Linked DNA regions of Columba livia: region 2 is linked to region 1. The links are chromatin contacts, called in public Hi-C maps. All regions are on one chromosome and are shown on one strand. The core of a region is the stretch at or near the end of the contact, and the rest is flanking DNA. Distances in the headings are between cores, read along the strand shown.

Region 1 (4,444 bases), core at 512-3,011:
AGTCTGAACTGTGTATTTTTCTATGCCTGACTTCATCTGTTGTATTGCATTTTTAGAGCATTGTATATGACAAACCTTTCAGGAATCCCAAAACCAAATGGAAGTTCCACTGAATCACTTGAAGCCGCTGAAGAACACCATCAGTGAGGCCACACAATTGCATGGAATGCGATGAATTTCCAGGAATAGGACTGCTTCCCGGAGATTGTGTAAAATACAAGCATAAAAAGAGAGAACAAAGGTAACGCTGACAGTCTCTGCACCACCAGGCTATTTTAGTTTGTGAAAAGAAGAATGAAGAAAACAGCCATGTTAGAAGACCTTTGCTAAGCTAACAGGAAGCCTGTATGTCAAGGGCAAACCCTGAAACAAAGCAGTACAAAATTATCTCAGCAAAAATGTAATCTCTCCATGATTTTATCTTATTAAACCAAATCCACTTTTAGCTTGGATGCAATGCTAATGGAGATCTTAAGATCTCTATGACCATGCTTCCATCTAGCAATAATAAAGGCATGACTAGGTAAAAGGCAATAATTATAGAAACAGGTGAACTCTGCAGCTCTGAGGTGAAAGGAGAGCAGTGCAAAAACCACAAAAGTTCAAAAGCAATAGGAAGCCTGTCCATTCAGGTTCATTAAGAAATAAGTTCTGCTGACTAGAACTTGCTCTGAAGCAGTGGTTAAGCACACTGCTTTCAAAGTACCACACAACACGTGCAAAAGCTTGGCCTCTAGATATAATGAAAGCAATCCTCCCAGTAGAGCCTCCTGCTTTTTTCCTTCATGGAACCTCTGCTCCAACACACTGGAGGAAATCTCACTTTTAAATAAATTGACTCTTAGAGGTGCAACATCTCGTATGGTTTCAACTCTGGAGGTGTTTGCTTCTCAGCTTTATCAAGCACAGCTCAGGTCCTGACACTGGCTATTGGTGAGTAAAGACTGCAACTTCTAGTAAGACATCAGCTGTCAAACCCAGGTGACATCGTGGTTACTGTTCAGCATTTGCATACTTCCAACTTCAGGTTGTCCTCCCACCATATGCAAAGATGCTTGGATGGAACACAAACATTAGGTACAGCATTACACGAAACTGGTTTTCAGATTTCTGTTACTCATTTACTCCTTGGTCCAGCACAGAGAGAGGCAGGAATATTAAAACTCCTCTTACATGAGTCCAAGGATATGACACTAGACACAGTCAGCTTATCAATGTTTAAAAAGCAACAACAGGATACTGTAGTTACTTTTCACATCTACTTATTGCAAAGAACAGCCTGTGTCCATAAAGCTAAAGTCCCTTATAGCAACCAAAAGGGCTACATTCAAACTGCCAGCTGGGAACAGCGGCTGGCCTGTGCCACCCAGAGCACTGCTGGGAAGGGTGCTGGCTGGCCCGCAGCCTGTACCACCATTTGCAGTATGAATAGGGAGCATGCTCGTGCTTGGGTCTCTGCCCCAGGGCTGCTCAGCTTACCCATGCCGACATCGTCTGCAGAGATACTTGCACACAGAGGGAGGGAAGGAGGGAGGAGAGGGCAGCAGAGCCATCTCCCTCAGCAGTACCATTGGTTTGTGCCAGCTCACACTGTTCATGGAATTTCAGCTGTATGCCAGATAGACAGCCCTCCTCCAGACTTATGCTGGGCAAACACACAGTGGTGTCAGCCCACCAAAGGTGATAAACCAGCTCTGCACAAAAAATGGGAACAGAACTTTTTCACCCTGCACCTATAATGGTTGGACTCAGTCTTAAAGGTCTTTTCCAACCAAAATGATTCCGTATTTTGCCATTACCTCTGCAGCATCTGAGAGAGGTGACCTTTTGTCTCCTGGTATGACTCCCCACACAAGGCACCACTGTGCAGAGATCCTGAGCTAGTCCAGGTGAGCTGGGAGAGCTGCATTAGCTAGAAAGGAGACAGCAATGCACAGCAGCCCAGCCAGAACAGAGGGCAGCTTGCAACCCCTCTCCTGGCAAGTCTCTGGACAGCAAGTGAGAAGACAACAACTACAGGAGGGGGGGAAGTTGTAAAGTACCATTACTGTGTGTGTTATTTCTTTCTTTTTTCTTTCAGTCTAACAAATAAAAACATGTTACTGTCTCAAGTCTACAAATTTGGCATGAACAGTATGTTTTAATGAAAAAAAACCAGAAGCAACAATTAAAATCCTGACTAGTTAAAGCCTTGATAATTACACCCAGGATCACTCAGGCAATCTTATTCTGTGCCTTTGGATAGGTACATCTTCCCTTCCTCTCCCCCATCTTCAGTATTCCTCTCAGATCTAGCAGATATAAGAAGTTATAAGCTGAAAAGAGATTTGGTATATATAGATGCACACTTGAAAATCTGATCCATGCTCTCCACCTAAAAAAATTGCTTTCTTCACCTCTTTCAAAGTTCATTAAATGTAGAGTGGATGATTCGGCCCGGGGAATACGACATTCATAATAACAAATATGGTTTCTGCGCATTTCCTAGGATGAAGACTATTTACATCCTATTCCCACAGGAAATTAGGTAAGGAATAAACATTAAAGTAAATATGCAGTCTGTGTCACCCCTCTAATAAATACTGAAGGATGATTTCAAACAAATTTAACAAAAGAAGTCTCAGATAAACCAATTTCCTTCAAGTTGCATGAAAACAGGCATCTGGCTACCAAGGGGAACAAAATCCTGCTAGTATTCCAGCCAAGAGAAATCCTGAAAGATTAAGTTAAACACAAGAATATCTGTAAGAGGGAGGTCACTTTTAAATACTCCAACTATGAGGAAATCTTCAGGGACACTGATCTGTAGGCCAGGCTTCATTCCTTCAGCTGCTTATGAAATGATGCAGCATTAGGCTCTTCCTCCCTGTTTTCACTTTTCTTAACTTCCATTCAACTGTGGAACAGTTTGTCAGAGACTTCAGATAGACCTCAGGCAAAGGAAGCCAAAGGCCTTCAGATTTATTATTTTCTTGTTCCAGATACCTTTAAAAAGTCCACTGTGAGGAACTACTAACTCCTCCTTACACATCTTCCGTCCTCCTAACCTTGGACAGTGGCAGGGTCAGTAACATCCCATCGTGAACAGCTGAAGTGTTTAGAGAAATGAACTGCTACGAGCAAGAGACTTAATTATGTGGTAGTTAGTGGTGTAGGAGAAGATGATGTTGACCTCTAGTGACTAGTCTGGGGATACCTGGTGGCATGATCAGAGTGAAATGTTTCTGGGAAGAGCTAGCCAAAAGTTTCACTGAAGCTGGCACGTGAGAACATTCATGCTGCTCATGGAGGCGAGTAACTACACATCCCCTTCATGGAACAGAATCCTCCAGCTGGAACAAAGACCCCAGAGAGGCTGCTGTATAGCCTAAACTACACACACAGATTTGAATAGAGGACAATTGTGTGTGGATGCCTTGAGCTGTACAGTGGCTGCAACCCCAAGAGACAAAATGAACCCAGACTGAGTGAAAGGACAGGACAGACATCACCATGGAGGCAGAGACCATGGCATAATGCCAGGAGGAAACCAGAGGGTGAAGGAGTAAGCTAGGAAAGGACCTGAGCTGGAAGCACTGAACTAAATCAATTTCTCAGAACACAGAAATGAAACAAGAGGAAACAATTGTGATTCATTTTAAATAAGGAAAACAGCAGAGGATCACCCCAACCCACTGTCTATTTCTTAGCTGACATAACTCACCAGACATAACATTTTTCCAGATTATTAGTAACGGAAAATATTGTTAGATATTTAAATATTGGCCATCAGTGAGTTATAGATTTTTATATGTCATCCATTCTACATAATGAAACTATTTATTCAATTATGTTTTAAAATCATGTGGAGTATGCTACATTGGACATTCATAGAATAGAAATGGAAGACCATACATGATGCCTTAAGAAGTTACTCAGATCTTATCCACACATGCAAAATAACAAGTGTTTATTTTCCCTTTTCCCACTTATTGAAAAGAAATGAAAAAAAAAACAAAACCAAAAAACCAAAAAACCCTCTTCCCAGCAGAGCCACTCAGGATAACACGAAGAAAATAACAGATATTCAGGAAAAGGTTAAAGCACAAAAATGACTCAAGGACTGGAAAGGAAATTATGTTCCAAACTAGTGACACAGCCCAAGTGATGTCATGACTATACTGCCCCATGCAGAGAGAGATACCAGCAAAAGGGAAATGAGGCGAGCAGAGCCTGCCCCCAGCTAAATGTTCTGACATGGATTTGAAGCGGGGAAAAAAATTAACCTGATTTCTAGTCCCTCCAGAACTAAGCAGTGGTAGCTGTTTCTCAACAGGGAAGGATTCCCATTTTTCGAGGGTTTCTTCCATTTATTATGTCTTTTTAAATAGAGCTTAACATCCGTCTTAATATCACTGCTCACTTTGCAGCTTGGACTGCTTAGCATCAAAATTGGGCAAAGACA
Region 2 (4,444 bases), core at 505-3,004, 40 kb after region 1:
AAGACCAAATTTGGGATCAAGCAGTATAAGCTCTTTCCCATTTAATTTGCCCCTACAATAAAGCAGGAACTGCTCTGCACCTTGCAGACTCAGATCCTCAGGGAAGTGGTTGGATCAAAAGACCAAAGGCAATTTATTTGTATCACAGTATCACAGTATGTTTGGGATTGGAAAGGACCTCAAAAGATCATCCAGTCCAATCCCCCTGCTGGAGCAGGAACACCCAGGTGAGGTCGCACAGGAACATGTCCAGGCGGGTTTTGAATGTCTCCAGAGAAGGAGACTCCACAACCCCCCTGGGCAGCCTGTTCCAGTGTCTGTCACCCTCACTGAGAAGAAGTTTTTGTCTTTCAGAACACTTTCATTCTGGACCTTTTTTTATAATTCTCTTCAGTCTTCTTTCCTAATGTATAGTTTGAGGTTGGCCAGTGATTTATCTGAAAAAAATATTCCCAATATTGCTCCAGAGAGTGAAAACATCAGTTCTGTACTATTTGTAGCTCCTGCCAGCAAAAATGTCACTGTATCTCTTCCCGGTATCTTGAGGAATCCATAATGAAACTTGCTGCTGCTACATTCCAAGCAGAAATTTGCCTTATGTTTACTAGAGAATATGGGAAAAATAAGACAAAAAGGTCTGTTATACCAAAGTATCTCTACCCAAATTTAAATACAAAGAAGGCACCTCTGAAATCTGTCAGAAAATACTTCCATTGTCACACCCATTTTCATTATTAATGGCTTGATCCCACAGGTAAAAAAAGCCAGTTTTGTCCACAAACCTTCACAGCATAAAAATACATTGGTTTATAAAGAAGTCAAAGATACAGAGACATAATTTATAATTGGCCTTTGCAGTATGAATGATATCCAAATAAATTATTATTAATTTGTTTATGGGTAATGCTAAGAAATGCTAAAGTTATCACCACCTGCTTCACTCTGCAGTTGCACTCAATTTTCTTTGAGATTTACAAAATATATGAGGTCATTCAAAATTGGAGTGTTCTCAGCACCTGCTAAGATTAGATCTTCAGAGGCAATAAAGCCAGTATAATCTGAACTCCAGGATCAAACTAATTGGCTATGATGCCTTTTTTAAAATAGTGCCAAGCATATACAGTAGCTACTATCTGATAAGTAAATCACTACAGTGCAGCCTATGAGGCAAAGAAAAGTCATTATTTTTGAAGGTGAATCAAAATAAATAATATTAATCATTAAAAAATGTAGTTAGACACGAGTCATACAGCTCACCCCATATGACTGAAATGCATTTGTTTAATACTACATACTGTGAGTAATATAGGAAATTCTCACTGAAGTATTTCCAGCTTCCTAGACTCCCCTGATGCAACCCAGCATTAGTCACTCAGTGTGGGAGCAGCCAAATAGCTACATCCTCTGCTCCAACCCAGATGCTGGCTGGACTCGGCCTTTAGGAATAAAGTAGGCCCGCAAGATATTTTCATCTATACTATTGTACATTGTATTTACGATAGCACACTATTTTCTCAGAACATCTCTTTAATAAATATTTGCAAAAGACACGATTCATACTATTTTCCTTGAACAGGTCTTACAGCCACAAGGCAGACTGAGAGGCATCAGCATGGTAACAGGCTGGGGGTAAGGGCTGTATTTCCTAGCCAAGAGACTCCAAATCACCCATAGCTCAGAGGTGTGTGTGTGTCCTGCCTGACCTATGGCACAGGCGTGTGTACGGGACTGGACAGGGAGCTGCTGCAGGCACCAGCCTGTCAGCCTTGTGCTTCTGCTGGAAAAGCAGGACTGTTAGCACAGCAGAGCTGGGCAGTTCTGAAGAAGAAAAAGAACAGAAGAAGGTAAGGTACTAAGAAGAGGAACTGTGAGAAAAGAAATTCTCTCATCTGCTGCCCAGTTGCTTTTGTGATCAGAAAAAACAGGCTTTCATCCATTTCTTGTTAGTAAACAAGACTGTGTCAAAGACTTTTATGCCCCATCATTAATTCCACATTTTTCCCTCTTGACAAAAATCCTCGGGGCCCTAAATTAAAGTAAAAAAGAAATTACAATACACACGTGCCTTTTTGAATTGCCACGAGTAAGGTTTTATTTTTATGCTTTGCATAATACCACTTTGGAAAGTACTGGCTATATCCCAAGGGAAAGCTGATTTAAATTTTATGTTTTTCATGTCTACTTTGATTTGACCAAGATACAGGTTCATTAGGGTCTTATCTTCTGCAGCTAGGGTAGAAAACTCCAACAGAAAAAACAGAGCTGAACTCAGCTGATTTGCTATGTGGTTTGTGCATCCAAGTTCTGCCAAGTAATTTTCTCCTCTTCAGTTGAACTGGCACTCGCTAATCTCTTTTGAAGTGTAGAGATTCCTGACTGCCATTGCTATTTTACAAATAAGATGTTGCTGGATGACATTAAAACAAATTAACAAAAAAGTGTACTAATTACTACTTCTAGTGAATGAGAATGTGTTGAGCAGTTAGATCAGCCATGCAAGGCTTGTATCAAAAAATCAGGATGCATTACTATGCACTTACAAAATGAGTGAGATGCTTCTAAACTGAAACTCAGTGTGAAATCCTTGGGGTGCTTAAAAAAAGACAACAAAGCTTAGTGCAGGTGCTAGGAAAATTACTTACTTCAAATATTGAAATAAATATTAGTTCTAAGTATGAAAGATAAATCTGAAAAGGCAAATACTTCACCATACCTACATTTATGACTTTAGCTGAGTCCTGGAATGAAGGACTGATTTGATTTTATGAATAGTGTTGAATGCTGAGTTCAAAAGATGATTTAATCATAGGCTCAGATGTTCCTGTTTTCCCTGCTGTCCCAGAACTTGGAAAATCCTTCTAACTTGGCAATCTTTGAAACCTTAGTTTTGGCCCTTTACATTGCTGCAAGCGTGGCAGGGCTTGTCTGCTCCATCAGTTTCTCTAACACTGTTGAGACAGGCTTCCTCAAGACCTTCTGGCTGATACACAAAGTGATATTTTCCTGCTTAAAGCATGAAATGCCATTAAGTTAAATAAACTAAATTGTTAGGTTTGGGGGAGAATTTTCATAGTGGTCCATAACTACAACAGACTTTGTAGCATAAGTTGGACATGTTAATCTTTTTTTCATATTACTTCAACTGAAATAAAATTAAAACTGTTGCACCAGATGCTATAGAATTGTAACTAAAAGAATAGACAATATTCCCTTTGCCATGTTAGTTAAACTGCAGAGGATCCTATTGACCTGTGCTTGTAAACGTCACAGCCAGTTGGGGTAGACAAGACATTAAAATGGCCTTTATTCTTCACTGTCTCAGCTGATCTGGTAAACACAGAGCAACACTTAACAGGGTAAGGACCCAAACAGTGCTTGTTTCATCAGCTGAGGATGAATCAGCAGTATCTTAACAACATCTTTTCAGCTATTCATATCACGGACCTGGAGCAGTGGTGTCATAAAAGAAGTCCAGAAAATACAGCATTGCATGGATTTCCCCATGATGTCTGCTTCGTATACGATATTCTGTGAAAAATATGGGCATCAACGTGACAAACCAAACGGAAAGCTTAAGTTTTCTAGTTTTTTGGCGTTCGGTTTGGGTTTGGGTTTTTTTGCCTTTTTTTTTCCCTCCTTTTGAAGAGCCTTGTGACACGGCAAGGTTTGGGATCTGCTGCCCTCCGGTGGATCGTTGCAGAGCTCCTCTCTGCCAGCAGGAGCACCACGCTGCAGACCAGGAAAATTGTCAAAAAGCATGACGGAAAAAAGGAATAAAGTGTTCAATTATTCGTGCATCCTTGTTAGGATCAAAACCAATAGCTGGGACTCATTTCTTAATTTTGCTATTTTGTTCTGGTTTTGTCAGAGTATTTCTATATCCAATTAGAGGTGTTCTAGTTTGTTCTATGAAACTGGTTCTCTCCAATCAGCTCTCACTCTTCCATTTTATATGAATATATATAATGGTTATAATATAACACAATACATACAGTAATGATATCCAAGTAGTAGCTGTATCTATCCCATTTGATAACATCTGCATTCTGCCTGCTAATCCATCTCTTTGTGATAATTATTGATACACCAGACTTCTTTCTAGCATCGACATTAAAAAACAAAACAAAACAATGAAGACTTGCTACATATGGTGTTTTCTTATTTGCTTATACAGTTCTTTTTAAAATACTTATCTGCATTACTGGATATTTTAGAACAAGAAATGCATTTGACACATAATGTCATGACAGGCCCCTGTAAATATCTGATTTGTGAAGCTCTTTCAGCTCTGCAGTAGTCCGAGACACCACATGTTAAGATCACAGTGTTACTCAGCATACAAAATCAACTGGGGTTGTGCAACCTTCCTCTTTCTTAAAGCTCTGTACAGTGATATTGATATTAAGGCACATCACTTTTGTAAAGATCCATAAAAGTAGCAAAA

Evidence for each region. Hi-C and Micro-C count contacts between places; a contact is called where the count stands out from the background.
Region 2: a Hi-C map of crop shows a contact between it and region 1, with 3 times the contacts expected there. The contact joins two enhancer-like sites. A contact is called at or near these places in 2 of 2 Hi-C or Micro-C datasets (crop and liver).

Annotation. Positions count from the first base shown.
Region 1 is chr8:25,599,985-25,604,428 of bColLiv1.pat.W.v2, forward strand. No RefSeq gene overlaps it. Among named protein-coding and RNA genes, the nearest start is that of LRRC8C, 8.2 kb to the left of the region's middle. Within about 2 kb of position 1,762, at least 1 of the 3 cell types and tissues checked has an H3K27ac peak away from gene starts, as active enhancers do.
Region 2 is chr8:25,640,432-25,644,875 of bColLiv1.pat.W.v2, forward strand. The region is part of intron 1 of LRRC8B (leucine rich repeat containing 8 VRAC subunit B); the gene reads right to left. Among named protein-coding and RNA genes, the nearest start is that of KYAT3, 6.6 kb to the right of the region's middle. Within about 2 kb of position 1,755, at least 1 of the 3 cell types and tissues checked has an H3K27ac peak away from gene starts, as active enhancers do.